Regions from separate parts of the Gossypium arboreum genome. Here region 2 is linked to region 1. A link is a contact called in public Hi-C data. All regions are on one chromosome and are shown on one strand. Each heading gives the region's core, a stretch centred on a gene start, on an enhancer-like site or on the middle of the called end of the contact. The rest is flanking DNA. Distances are from core to core; before and after follow the strand shown.

Region 1 (4,380 bases), core at 1,392-3,891:
GTCATTTACTAATTTTAATAACAAAAGGACCCACTTGATATAAATTTGATAGTTTAAGGATGTAATTAGGTTCTTTTGAAGTTTGGAACTTAGAATGATGGTCATAGTCTGGGATATCTGAGGTAATTAACTCATATAGTTTTATTTAAGAGGTTAAAAATAATATAAGTCCTTATACATTTCAAAAATTTAGAATTTAGTCATTGCTTTTTTTTTGTTTCTAAGAATTTAATCCCTATACATTTCAAATTTTAAAATTTGGATCCAATTGTTAATAATGTTAATTTTTTGTTGATGTCACATTCTTAAATAAAAAATACTCACTTAGTAGTCATGTAATATAAAAGTGATGTTGGAGTGAATTTGAATTTAATAAAATAAGTTTAACAATGTTAGCAGTTGAACATGAAGTTTGAAATCTAGAAACTAAAAGACTAAATTCTTAACAATAAAATTATAGGGGCTAAATTTCTAATTTATGAAAAATATAGGACTTTTGACATATTTTAACCTTAAAAGGTTAAAAGTTAGTATATAAAATTTAGGGTAAAATACAATAATAGTCTCCCAACTACGCACTTTGTTCTATTTTAATCACTCAATTATTAAATTTTTGATTTAGTTACTTAATATTTTAAAATCAAATATTTTAGTCACTTTCCTGTATATAGTTGTTAGTTGAAGGATGAAAAGATGATGTGAACTTTTTATTGGCCTAATAACAATTTTAATCTTTTAATATTTACATATTTTATCAATTTTATCCTAGATTTAAATAATTCAATAAATTCTATAAAAGAAAAAAAAAACAACTAGAGCCTCCGTCACTCTTAGCAATACATACCTCCCGACCCTCTCGTCAACCGCCATGCATGATGCAACTCACCGTTCATTTTATTAAGATCATGCTTATATAAATTTCTTGGCTTGCGTTAATTGCTAGGCCTTGCAATCTCAATCCATCAAATTGGAGGCTTTCAGGCAATTTATAACTATTGGAAAGAAAATGTGTAGGGAACAAATGTCATATCTAGATGTTTTAAGGACTTGTACGAGATTCAGAATCTTTGTGAACGTAGAAGCCTGCTTGAGTTTTCATGTTGCTCTGAAGTATCTAAATAATTAACTAAAATTTGGCTTGCGAAGCATTGCTTACTCTGATATCAGCGGAGGAGGTGCCATTATTTTGCTGAAAATAATTTGGACTCTGCAGCCTGCATGTCCATACAAAATATGGCGTGTATTGCCAAGAGTAAGATAAGGGGGTAAATTCAGAATTTTTTTTAATAGCATTGAAATTAAATTATAAATTTTAAAAGGTTAAAATATAATTTTATTATTTATTAAATTTTTATTTTATTATTTTTGAAGGATTAAATGATTTTTTTTATTTTTAAAGAATTGAAATATAATTTTACTATATATTAACTTAAATTTTCATTATTTATAAATGGATTACATCGCATGATTTTCAATGTTTGGGAGGGTTCAAGTCCCCTGTCTTCCCCCCTTCCCCTTAAAATCGCCCCTCTTATTGTTTCTTAATAGAATTTAACTTTTTTAAATTTAGAATCAAATTGATAAAATGTGTAAATATTAAAAGGTTAAATTTATTATTAGAATAATAAAAAAATTCCACATCATCTTTGTGTTGATTGGCTAACGATAATTAATGGAAGAGTGACTAAAATATTTAATTTTAAAAAGTTAAGTGACCAAAAGTGAACAAAGTGTATATTTGAGTGACTATTATTGTGCTTTATCCTAGAATTTAAAGGGTAAAAGTATCGTAGTGGCCTTTGTACTAGGAGTCAATTGCATTTTGCTCCCTCCACTAAAAATAGCAGGCAAATTAGTTTTTGTATGTTAGATTAAAGAGCAAACTGGTCATTCTATTAAAAATTTCATCCAATTCTATTGTTAAAACTTGGCTTCTGTACGCCAGCATGAGGTGCACGTAGCATGCTATGTGTAATTGTTTGGTTATTTCGTCAATCACTTCAATTTTTAACAATAAACATTGATGAAATTTTTAACAAAAAAGGACCATTTTACTCTTTAATCTAATATACAAGGATTAATTTATCCATTTTTAAATAAATAGGGCAAAATATAATCTGACTGTTAATACAAGTGCTTTTGTAATACTTTTATCAATTTAAAAAGTATATAGGGTTTTTTTCATATATAAGGAAAGTAACGACTATTTTGAAACCACAATCAAATAAATATTTTTGTAAGTGTTTTTATGCTACACTCAAGGTCACTAAACTATTCGTAAGTTTATATTTTGGTTATTTAACTTTAAAAATTACAAAATGGTTATTGAGTTATAAATGAATACCCATCAATAAGTAAAAGAAATACTTTAAATTCAAGTCGATCTAACGACTAATGTCAAAAATAGAAAAAAAATTATTTTAATTTTGATTCGTAAATTTATAATATTTAAAATTATTTAATGAAAAGAATTGAATTATAAAAAAATGAAAAAAACTTTTGATTAATGTAATGATGCGCTATACAACAATTTTAATAAAATAATTTATTGACAAATTTTATAACTTTTTATTAAAATAAAAATTTACTAATAATTTAGTTAGCATGAGTAGTCTAGCATTCATTCTATTATATTTAATTTATAGTAACCTACTACGTAAACTTGACTCCAGCGTGCATCCGGCATTCACTCGTCGTCGGTGTGCTTTTTCCCTTGCTGAAGAAGAAAAGCATCCCTTCAATAAATGACAAAGTCCCTTAAAACCAACGGTCCTGATCACATCCTTTTTCTCCCACTTAATCAACGTCCCTTTCGCTTTTTCCTTTGATGGCAAACTTTTGTTTTCACAACCGACACATCACACAAATCAACATGGACCCTGCACCTAAACCTAAATATCATCTTGAAACACATTCATTCCTCAACTTTTAATTTTGATTGATTTTGTATTCATTTTTTTAATGCGAAGGTTTACTTTGAGTTAACACGTGAAGGATAATCAGAGACTGAGCCAAAGAGGTTATGGCGGGAATGAGTGACTCAGTGCCCATCAGGTTCCCCTACAGGAATTTAAACAAGGAATTGGAGGTTGAAATAACCGACGATCCTCATTTCCGGATCGATCTAAATTCCTCTCCGAACTCTCCTTCAGCTTCTTCTTCGTCGCCTTCCTCGAGGGTTCCCAATGGAAACGCTAACTTATCGTCGCCGATCCATGCCGGATCTAAGGATTTTAGCTTTATAACTCTGGTTCTTAGTTGTACGGTCGCCGCCGGGGTTCAGTTTGGTTGGGCTTTACAACTATCGCTATTGACTCCTTACATTCAGGTCTTTCCAATACTCTTTTTTTTTTCTTTAGTCTTGTAATTTATGTTAGTTTAAGTATTTTAATGAAAAATAGTAAGCTAGTGACCATGAATGTTTTGAAGTTTGAATTTGGTGCAATGTGTTTACATTTAATGACAATTTTTGTGTTATTGGGGGTTTATCTGTAGGAAATAGAAAAATAAAATCAGCGAGTGCACTTCTTGTTGGTATTATTGAATTGGTTAGATAGTAGATGCTACAATTCTTTTTTCATTATTGTTTAGTCATTAATTTACTTAGTTTTCATGTACTGCAGAAAGAATTATTGGTGTGGTTATAGGTAACGAAAGAGAGATCATGGCGTTGAGAGGCAGATTTTCTTTTATTATCATTTTCTAGAAATTTTTCTTATAATTTGTAGAAATACTTATCATCTTTAACAATATAAATTAAAACGTACTAGTTAGAGAAAAGAATGTTAGTCATTTTTGAAGAATAATTTGCATTTAAAATAATTCTCAAAATATTTTGTCTACTTCTTGCTTATGTAATACTCTCTTTATTTATTTAAAAGAATGTTATAGTCATTTTTGAAGAATAATACTCTCTTTATTTATTATTATTTTTAGCCTTGGCTGTATTTCTTTTCAACGCTCTGAGCTTCTCTGATTACTGTATATTTTGTTGATTCATGCAGACACTTGGAATAGAGCATGCTTTTTCTTCATTTATTTGGCTTTGTGGTCCGATAACTGGTCTTGTGGTAGGTGATGGGAAACCATATTGCTGTATTTTTCTATATTATTGCCCTCTCTTTATTTTTGAGTCCTAATGGGTGTAACATGATATTTTAATGTGGTTATTTGATAGATCTGCTGTAATAGCTTGTGCTGCATTTTGAACTAACTCCTAAATAGTTGGGGCTACCTTTCATGTAGAAGGTAGAGATGGGGGTACCCTAGAACATTTATTTGTTTGATTGCATAATAGAGAATTTCTTTGCTTATTCAATTTTCCATTCTCTCTCTCTCCCCCAAGGTATGTCTGTGCAAATTAGGAAGCAGGTTACCTTT
Region 2 (4,380 bases), core at 1,109-3,608, 180 kb before region 1:
CACGCCCGTGTGTCTAAGCTATGTCAAAACAGGGCATACATACTGACTTGTCCACACGACCACAAGACATGCTTGTGTGCCAGGCCATGTGAAATTTAGGGAGGCTACTAACTTAGCCACATGGCTGACCACACTCCTGTGTGTCTAGCCTGTGGTCGAAACTAACTTGGCCACATGGCTTAACACACGCCCTTGTGTGCTCTATTTCTTTTGGGCAATTCATTCTGCTATACTGCATTAAAAATGTCAATTACACTAAATATTTGCACTTCAAAACATTATTCTTGTTGAAATTAAAACTAAAATTATTAAGCTACAATATGATGATCACACTGCGGATATTCATCATCTTCTCTGTGGGTTTCAACGCTTAGATTGAACAAATCTCTTGGCTTTATTCCGATAACATGGAGCCATCCTTCACTCTTGCCATCCTCGACATAAAATACTTGTTTCGCTTGAGAAGCCAGTATGTATGGATCGTCCGAATCACGATTCCCTGTATGGATAAGCTCAGAAAATTTCACCATAATAAAACCATTTGCATCCTTCTTCATACTCCTAGGAGATTTAATATTCACCCAATCACATCTAAGCATGATAACCCAAAACCTTTCATAATAGTTTAGCTCGATAATTTCAATGCAATTGCCATAATAGTTTCTCCCGACAGCAAAAACCATCACACCACTATTTTGAGTTTTACGATGTTGCTCAAGTTTTTTAGTATGGACCCTAAAACCATTAATTATAAGCCCATCATATGTGGAAACCACCTTATGCGGTCCTCGAGCAAGAGCAATTACATCAAGATCAACTTGTTCAACTTCCATCTTTGGAATCTAACCATATAGTAGGAAATCAATTAGATCTTATTCTATGAACAAATTACTACAATGTTCCCTCATTACATAAATAATATGATAAATTATTTTAATAGTGACAATTTACCTGTTTCGCAAGCCATCTTGGGAACTTTTCAACCAACCATTTGTCCTCTGTGCGTTTACTAATTTGAATGCCACCATAAACAGCTCGGTAATCCGCAACAAATATTGGATTCCGATTTAAATAATGAATTCTCGGTACGTCAGTATCATCTCATACCATATCCCGCACAACACGCAAATAAACCTATTGGCATGCCAATTGTATGCATACGTTCCTTTAGGCACATTTAACACATTAATTCATTTCTTTACAATTCAATCCATTTCTCGCCTTTTTGTACCATTTTGTAACCAATTCAAAATGCAATCACAAGATTTAATTTCATAATTTAAACATATCCAATATATTTACAAACATAACTACACCATATGAACTTACCAAACCAAAACGACTATAAGTGCAATATTGAGGACTAATCCGTAATTTTTTGCTCGATTATCTACTAGCTAGTCCAAATTTTGATCTATACGGTAATTCATTTCAAATTATCAGTTTCAATTACCTTATAACATCTTATTCTATGCATATGACATTTTAATTTCACTTTTCACAAATTCACTAAAGTTTCATATTTTATTCAATTTAATCCCTAAAACCTAAACAATAATATCTTTCACATTTAAGCTCTGATTCCAATCTCATCCCTCTACAGCCCTCTAATACCTATATTTATAGAAATTTCATTCTAATTTTGAAATATTTACACTTTAGTTCTTTTTTACTAAAATAACAATATCAGTTTACAAATTAGTCATTGTACCTTAATTAACTCTCCAGTCGAAAAAATGAAAAGACCAAACTTTAATTAAACTTTATACTAACATCGTAAATATTATTACTCACTCGTCGGAAATGAAGTTCCGAAACCACTATTTCTGACACTACTGAAAAATAGATTGTTACAGGTACAATCTTTCTCGAGAAATCATGGCATCATCATCATTTAGCACAAATTCATTATTGTCAAAACTGAAACTCACACCACCCTTCTCGATCTTTGGTATCCAAAAGGATGTATCTGAATGATGCTTTATTCTCATCTTCTTGAGTCGCCTCTATTTCTAAAACGACCATGTCTTTATTCTTCTCCTTCTTCGTTGCTTTCTCTAGTTACATTAAAATAGGAGAACTTGGTCTTTGAAACTGGGAGACAGAGGATACATGTTGTGCCGTCCATTTCTTTTTATGTTCAATTTAAGATTTTAATAATTATTTATAGTTAATTATTGTTTAATTATATTTAAATAAAATTATTTATATTTATTTATAAATTATTTATTTTTATTCAATCATAATATATTATTTTATTATTAATTGATGGTAGATAAAACTCCAATAATAATCTTCCCTTTTCTTGAATCAAATGAATTCTTAAAACTTGTTTCCTCTTCTTCGGTGCATGCACACGAGAATGAGCGCACTTTTACATATATATATAAATAAATAAAAATTAAGATTTGGGAGTAGACTCGAACCCTATATAAAAAGCAGCATATCCCACTTCTGTCTTCAAAGCAAAGCATCATAACCTCTCTTCTCTTTGTTCTTGGTTAACTCATCTCTTTGCTCTTTTCTCAGCTTAAGTTCCAGGTCCTTTATGCATATATTATCGTATTCCCTTTTTTCTTAGGTTTTCTTCGGTGACAAATCCACACCCCATTTGTCAATTTAATCAAGAGTTTCAGATATCCTCACTTTCCTTAAGCCTTCATTCATTTAGTTTCTTGACACAAAAAATATAGTAGAAGTTATTTTAAAACACAATGTCAGGCAGAAGATCACGTTCCAAGCAGTCAAGTGTTTCCAGTATCACTGACAATCAGATCACCGATCTTGTTTCCAAGCTGCAACACCTTATCCCTGAACTTCGTCGAAGGCGATTCGACAAGGTATACCGACTACCACACCACTCTTTCTACTTTTTTCTAAATAAAATAAATAAATAAAAACACCCTTTCTTTTGTGAGGACTCCGTTCACTTTCGTAGATAAGTCATGCGCCTCATTTATTTTGATGTGGTGCCTTCTAGCAACAAGTTGAAGGTGTGGGACTCCATCTGTTCCTCATTTTTAGCACCTCATGTTTAGTTTACACATCACGCTCAAATATTATATCATCAAAACTTAATTTAATTTTATATTCCAACTTCAATAGAAAAAGAAAAGATCCATAATATATTTTTCTCTCTAATATCTCTTCAGGTATCAACTTCCAAGGTATTACAGGAGACTTGCAACTATATCAGAAGCTTACATAGAGAAGTGGAGGACCTAAGCGACCGGTTATCCCAGCTATTAGCTTCCACAGACGGCGATAGCGACCAAGCAGCCATTATAAGGAGTTTACTTATGCAATAAACACCCATTTTCATTCACCTTTGGTTTTACTATATTAAGTACTACACACCTTTTCCATATCTTAGGATTTCCGGTAGTAATGCAGAAGAGATAGGAAAAGGGTGAAACATGGAGTACCATGCATGTTTTATGATTCTTGTCATCAACAGACTCTGTAAATCATTCAAGTCTATCATTATATATTTTATAAAATAAAATATTTAAAAAAAAAGAGTTGAGAGTTGTGAAAATTGGGTCTTAAATTTTATGAGTTGATTTACAGCTGCAATTAAAAGCAAATATTATATTGTTGTATTAGAAGAAAATATTGGTTTACCGATGGTGGCGCTTCTCATGATTATGGGAATTGGCCAAGTTTCAAAGCATAAATGAAGGCTATGTAATGTTAGATTTGAGAAGTGGACCCCGAAAGGTCAGCCTCAAAGGCTGATGACAGTCGCTGACACGTGATTTGCCGCACACCAAATTCTGTTTGGATCCTATAACATTATTAGTAGTATTTTGCGATAGGTTCGGAGTTTGAACCCGTGAATTCGTCATACTTGTTTTTAAATTTGGGAACCATTTTTCTTTTTCTTTTTTTTTTTTATATTATGTAGGTTGATTTTAGTGTTTATATTTGAGCTATTCGTCATACTTGTTTATTTTTTAAACAAGAAAAAGAGAGTTTAAGCCTAGTGTGACGGCGTTCAATTCATTTGATATGCATTTGCAACCGTTAATTTATATAGGGTCATTGTTGACGGGAATTCATGGCACAGCGAGATAAAGGAATATGGCGTGTTGCACGAGCATTTACCAGGGTTAATCGCTAGACTACAAAGAATATGGTTAAGGAACATTTTTTTTTTCTGTCTTAAAACACCCCGTTATCATTTTCAGCTAAATCAAATTCCTTATCGAGTAGGCAAGTTTTTGGGTAATTTTTAAAGTTAAAATATGTAATAATTCTTTATTTTTTTATAATTTTAGAATTTAATTTTTATATTTTTACTTTAAAGAATTTACTCATTTAGTTTTTAGATTTCCAAATAAAATTCTAACTGTTAACTGTTAATGTCATTTTTTAACT

The links. Hi-C and Micro-C count contacts between places; a contact is called where the count stands out from the background.
Region 2: a Hi-C map of leaf shows a contact between it and region 1, with 3 times the contacts expected there. The contact joins the promoter of LOC108485839 here to the promoter of LOC108486632 in region 1. A contact is called at or near these places in 2 of 5 Hi-C or Micro-C datasets (both in leaf).

Annotation. Positions count from the first base shown.
Region 1 is chr3:49,710,049-49,714,428 of ASM2569848v2, reverse strand. LOC108486632 (sucrose transport protein SUC3-like) reads left to right here and starts at 2,641. Exons shown (of 14, transcript XM_017790782.2): 1 at 2,641-3,328; 2 at 4,005-4,070. The coding sequence starts at 3,023.
Region 2 is chr3:49,887,893-49,892,272 of ASM2569848v2, reverse strand. It overlaps LOC108485839 (transcription factor PRE6-like), which reads left to right and starts at 2,358. Exons shown (of 2, transcript XM_017789687.2): 1 at 2,358-2,840; 2 at 3,153-3,538. The coding sequence starts at 2,715. The coding sequence ends at 3,308.